Regions from separate parts of the Sus scrofa genome. Here region 1 is linked to region 2. Evidence: chromatin contacts called from public promoter capture Hi-C data. All regions are on one chromosome and are shown on one strand. Each heading gives the region's core, a stretch centred on a gene start, on an enhancer-like site or on the middle of the called end of the contact. The rest is flanking DNA. Distances are from core to core; before and after follow the strand shown. Region 1 holds the start of TMEM107 (transmembrane protein 107). Region 2 holds the start of ACAP1 (arf-GAP with coiled-coil, ANK repeat and PH domain-containing protein 1).

Region 1 (2,765 bases), core at 194-2,693, 710 kb before region 2:
TAAAAAGACACACACACACACACACACACACACACACACACACACACACACACACACACGAAAGCCTATTTGTGGCCTGTCAAACATTCCACATCTGCTTTAATTGTTATAGAAACAGGCACAGGAACCAGAAGAAAAGAATACCCATTGTTAAAAATAATGTGCCCTCTTCCTGGGGTGCCAGTGCTGGCACTCCCTGGATGATAAGACTCCCTTCCCAGGTGCCAAGGACATACTAACTCACTGCGTAGGTGCTGGCCTGTTCTTTTTTTTTTTTTTTCAATCTTGAAGAATTGCAGCCCCGACTTGTTTAATATTCTTTGTTCTGACAGGATATAATACAGTGCTGGAAATCATGCATCTTCTGAGCAGTTTCTAAGAGTGATATGGGAAGCAGATTCAGGGCTACTCAGTAGTTTGGCTCAAATGAAATTTTCTTCAATTCTTATTTTAGATCCTTTATTGATTATTATCATTGGCAACGGGAAGAAGAGCGATGATCCGGTAAGAGGGTAGGGAGGTCCCTGTGAGGTTGTGCATATGAGAAATGAACTCCGGCCAGAACTTTCCGTTCTGCCTGGAACCCTTTTGAGGCCCAAAGGTCAGGGAGGTCGCTGATAGTGAGAGATGCTTGGATAGTAGCTGGGCAAAGTCAAGTGCCCACGCCTCAAAGAGATAAGGAAATCCTTGCAGAGTCTGCATCGACACCCTCGCTCCTGGCCTCCCGGGGACGCAAGGTCTCATTCCCTGCCTCCACCCCCATCCCCAGCCCTTTCTGGTCCTCTTTGTTCCCTCTCTTCCCCAAACACACTTCTTGGGGCACACCCTAGTCCAAGAGAGCGGGCCACTTTCCGCGATGTGCAAATCCCTCACCAGTCTGAGCAAAGGTGTCTGGGGCGTGAGGGAGGGGGAACTAGAATCAACGAAGGTGCAGGTATGGGGTCCTCCAACGACCAGGGGCTCTGGGACAACAAGTGGCAGCCGGACAACATAGGCACATCCACCTCTCCACGTTCGGCCCAGGGCACGTGGGAGCTAAAGGAATGCGGAGGAGGGAAGGAGAGAGAGCATCCAGGCCTCAGGCACAGACAGCCGTGTCCGGAGGTTCATCCGGGACAACGCAGCAGGGGTTGGGGGTCGGGCTGCACCCGGCGTGGGCATCCGGAGAAGGGGGGGGTCCCAGGCTAGGCCCGGAGGGTTTCCGTTCGCCGGCGCTGCGCGGGCAGACTGGACGATGCAGGGCAGCGCCACCGCACACTCGGTGCTGACCGCTCGGCTGCTAGTGACCAGGCAACGGATAATCGGCCTCCCGCCGGAATCAAGTACGACGCAACCTGACTTGCAGTCCCGCGACGGCACGCAGCTGCTTGACAGTTTAATGCTCTCGCGAGATTTTCAGAGATCCGGTCGCAGCACCAGCTACCGCAGTTACCAAGGCAACTGGGCGGTGCCAGCGCGAGCGGGAAGGAGGCGAACGTCGAATTTTTGTCTGCTAGCCTAGGAGACTTGAGGACTGGCCCTCCCCGAGTTTCCAGCCCTAGAAACCCCGGCCTCTGCTCCAGGCAGTACCCCGTCCCCTGGGGGCCATGAGCCGGGTCTCGGGGCTCGTGCCCTCTCGCTTCCTGACGCTCCTGGCGCATCTGGTGGTCGTCATCACCTTATTCTGGTCCAGGGTAAGACCCACGGCCCCGCTCCGTTAGTCCACGCTCCCACCTTGGAGTGGTCCTGGCCCCACTCTACGCCTCTCCCCGGGGGCTTACCCGGTCGGGTGCTCCCCCCCCCGCCCCCACCCCGCCACCGCCGCCCCTCTCTCAACTTCTTTCTTTCTGCCCTGCTCCTCAGGACAGCAACATCCAGGCCTGCCTGCCTCTCACGTTCACCCCTGAGGAGTATGAGAAGCAGGATATTCAGTGAGCACCTGGGGCAGGGTGGTCAGAATTAAGCAGTCGTGGAAGTGAAGGGGTCTTAGAAAAAGTTCAAGAGGCCTAAGCCCACACCCTTCCTTTCTGCAGGCTGGTGGCAGCGCTTTCTGTCACCCTGGGCCTCTTTGCAGTGGAGCTGGTCGGTTTCTTCTCAGGAGTTTCCATGTTCAACAGCACCCAGAGCCTCATCTGTATCCTTTCTTCCGTGCACCTTTCCTGCACCGGCCATTTTCATCACAGCTCCTCTCCGCCACCTAACTAGGCCTTTCTGGTACATTGGTGTTTGTTCTAGTAGGCAAACAGAGTCCCTCCAGTTGAGAAATCTTCTTAGGCACTGTGGGAGATTTAATACAATCTTTGGGCATCTGTTAAGCTCCTGCTATACATCAGTCACTGGAGATCTCAAAATGGGAGTAAAACACAATTTTCTACCTTGAGGAAGAGTTAGACACAGACAGACATCTGTAATTCCGTGTGATAAGCACTGTGCCACGGGATGTGTAAAGATATGAAGCTTGTGGGGACACAGACGAGACAGAGGACGTGAGGGAGATGGATTAGGGAAGGCTTTGGTACTTGAATTGTGGTCAGGGAGGACCAGGGTGCTGGAAAGTGATTCCAGCAGAGAGTAAAAGGTCACAGAGTGCTTGGAACAGATGGGGAGGCTACTACCTCACCTGAACGGTCCAGGCTAGATATGGGGTGGGGGTTGCTTAAGGTCCCAGCTGTGCAGACTCAGCTCCTCTACTCACATGGCTGCCCTAAAACTCAGGATTCAGGGCTGCTGGCTCTGGCCTTTGCAGTGTGGTAAGAGGAGCAAGAGGTGCCCCGCTTCCTAGGATG
Region 2 (3,008 bases), core at 95-2,594:
CAGCCCCGTGCCCCTGCCCATGCTCACGTCTGTGCTGGTCCTGGCTTGGGAGGTTTGGGTGGCGTCCAGCATCCCTCTCTGAGCCTTCTGCGCTTTGCCAGTTCAGCCCCTTGGACACCAGCCACTGACACCAGCCAGACATTGCTTGGGACCCGCTGTCTTTGAAGGGCGGGGCAGGACCTGGAGCGGGTGGGCCGCAGAGAGGACTCAGGCAGGAGGTGTGGGGGCAGCGGTGGTGCCAGGCTAGAGGGGGCCCCACTCCTCTGAGCCCCGTGGGCCCTCCCTATGCCGCACGGACCTCGCCCACAAGGACGTTTAAAGCCTCTCTCATCACCTGTTGCCGATGAACCGGCCCGAGAGGAGCAGGGGTTGGGGGGTGGGAGCTTGCCAAGAGCCAGGCCTGGTAAGATGGTGGCCTGGTGCCCTCACCAGGCTTCACTGGTGTCACTGTCACCTTCACGGAGTTCTCGGGGGCCCTGTGATCCTGAGGGGGGCTTCTCTTGTGGTCCAGCAGGCGGACCTCAGTGCCCACAGGACTCTCAATCACCCAGTTTAAGTTGGCGGAGCCTGGAAGCATCACAGGATCAGGGCGGGGGCACCCATGGGTCCTCGGCCCTCCCGCTCCTGGGCTGTCCTGGCCCGGCTCTCACTGGACTGCTGCTCATCTTCCGTGTCCTCCTCCAGCTCAGGGTGGGGAGAACACCTGAGGTACCTCCCTTTCCTGTAATACTCCTTGCGCTGCAGCTCCATCTCCTTCTCCGTGACGGGGGTGGCTGACACTTGGGACTGACTTCTGAAGGCAGGGGAATCCGAGGAGTCCCTCAAATCAATCTGACTCTTACGGCCACCTAGGGAATGCAGGCCGCCAGGGTCCCCTGTGACGACCAGTGCCCCCAGCACAGGGGAGAAGCTCAAGCCCCAGGTTCTCACCTCCTCCCATTTTAGAAAATCATCAGTGACCACCCCCCCCCCCGCCCCGTTTCCTTGGGTTCTCTGTTCCCCCTCCCCAGCCAGCCTTCCTTGGGGACCATCCTGATGGGGACCCCAACCCAGCTGCCCTCTGTCTTCCCTGGGGTCAGCTTCCAGCACAGCTTTCCTGTGGCAGCAGGGCCCTGGGGTGATGCCCACTGGGAAACACAGGCTATGGAGGAGAAGGTTCTGGAGAACAATTCCTTTAAGGCCCTGGGGCCCCAGCAGAGCTAACCTTTGGCTTCTAGGATGTGGTTCCTGGCCACCAGGCCAATCTCATCTTTGACTCCTCTGGTCAGTCCTCCTGCCCCACTTCTCTCCGCAGGCCTGAGCTCTGGGTCCAGCATCACACCTCGACTGGCACTGCTCACACCGAGGCCACCCACGTGGCTGCCCTTGTTAGGATCCAAGGGCAGGTTTTTCTGAGCCTTGAGGTACTTTCCTTCATTGTAATGGGCCTTGCGGCGCTTTTCAAAATCGCTGGGTTCTGCGGGCCAGGGTCACAGCTTGGCTTGCTTTCCTGCCAGGCTCTCGATGAAGGCTCCCTCCACCTCCCCCTTCGACTCAGCCCCTGCCCTGCATCTCACGTGTCTTGGAAAAGTTGTCTGAAGAGCCGAAGCTTTTGTGATCACTGTACAGAAGGACCTTGGGGCAGAAATCATCCATTGTTGCTAACCTGAAGGGGAGGGAGACCAGTTGGGGGCACAGAAGGGAGAGAACAAGGTGGGGGGGGGCAGGTGGTAGATGGGACGAAGCTGGCTGACTTCCTGACCTCAGCCTGGACAAGTCCTGATCCAAACTGTAGGACCTCCCATTTGGCGGGGGGGGGGGGGGGGGGCAAGAGCAGATCTGGCACTGACCCGAGTTCGGGGGTGGAGGGAGGAAGAGGCCCCACGTTCCAAAGGAGCTCTGGCAGGACTCTCACCTCTCTGCCAGCTCCTCAGGAGTCATTGCGTAGGAGGTCCCCGCCAGCAGGTCCTCTTCGCTGTCCTGCAGTCTGCAGAGAAGGGAGGAAGCAGTCCCTGAGGCCCCTCTGCCTCCCCGTGCCTTTGACTAGGGAAGGGAGTCTGGGTTGAAGGGCTAGGGCTGAGGACTCTGCACCTGTGGTAGGGGGTGCTGGGCTCATCCACCTTCATAAATCCATAGTCCTTGTCAGCAGGGTGGTAGGTGGCCAGGATATTCATTTCATCCCAGTGCTGAGACTTTCTCCTTGGGGTGAAGGAAGGTCACAAAAAAAGGAGGAGGAGACCTTCTAGGGACCTCCACCTCTGCACAGCCCTCCCTCTTCTTTCTGTCATTCAAAACTTTCTCTTGTCCTGCCTAGTTCCAGAGGTATCGGAGGCTGGGGATGGGGTCAAACCTGAGGATAATCGTACTATGCAGTCAGGGTTTATGCAGTACCTGCCACTCCCTCAAAGGCTAGGAACCTCAGATTGTCCACCCATTTACCCACATCTACTCTCATTTCCAGTTCTTGGGACTCCGCCCCTTCTCTCTGCAGACTCCGCCTGCTCTAGTGTCTGGAATCTCTTCCTCCCTGGCTCCTTACCTCTCTGCCCTGGGGGATTTGTGCATCATGATGGAGCTGCTGTTTTTTAGGATGCTTCGGGGCCGGTCCTCACAGGGTTTGTCGGGGTGCGTGCAAGTTGACCCAGGGCGCGGAATGGATCCTGAGTTGTACATCCCAGGTCCCCCCGACCCCAGGTTGGATGTCCCCGATACACTGGTTCCAGGAAAGGGGGGACTAAACCCGCCAGGGTGTGTACCCGACCCATGGCTGTGGCCCGCGACCTCCCCAGGGTGCTGGTGGAGCCCGGAGTCGAGGACTGCTGTCCCCCCAGGATGCGCGGGGGGCCCAGAACCGTGAACCATGATTACTCCGGGGGGCAGCCCGGCGCCTCCTTCGACTCCTCCGATGCCTCCTAGCGCGTCCCTGGTTGCCCCTCCAGGGGATGCTCCCTTGAGGCTGCCAGCAGCCCCCAGAGATTCCTGCTTCTCCATGGCCCCACTAGGGGGCCACCCTCAGCCACCCCGCCCCG

Evidence for each region. Promoter capture Hi-C pulls out the DNA fragments that hold promoters and counts their contacts.
Region 1: a promoter capture Hi-C map of fetal liver shows a contact between it and region 2, with 5 times the contacts expected there. The contact joins the promoter of TMEM107 here to the promoter of ACAP1 in region 2. A contact is called at or near these places in 2 of 5 promoter capture datasets (fetal liver and liver) and 1 of 47 Hi-C or Micro-C datasets (embryonic fibroblasts).

The regions. Positions count from the first base shown.
Region 1 is chr12:53,395,742-53,398,506 of Sscrofa11.1, reverse strand. It overlaps TMEM107 (transmembrane protein 107), which reads left to right and starts at 1,443. Exons shown (of 5, transcript XM_013990058.2): 1 at 1,443-1,673; 2 at 1,843-1,910; 3 at 2,013-2,113. The coding sequence starts at 1,587. It overlaps BORCS6 (BLOC-1-related complex subunit 6), which reads left to right. Exons shown (of 3, transcript XM_021067862.1): 2 at 455-1,673.
Region 2 is chr12:52,681,566-52,684,573 of Sscrofa11.1, reverse strand. It overlaps ACAP1 (arf-GAP with coiled-coil, ANK repeat and PH domain-containing protein 1), which reads right to left and starts at 1,344. Exons shown (of 25, transcript XM_021067819.1): 1 at 1,205-1,344; 2 at 335-848; 3 at 28-180.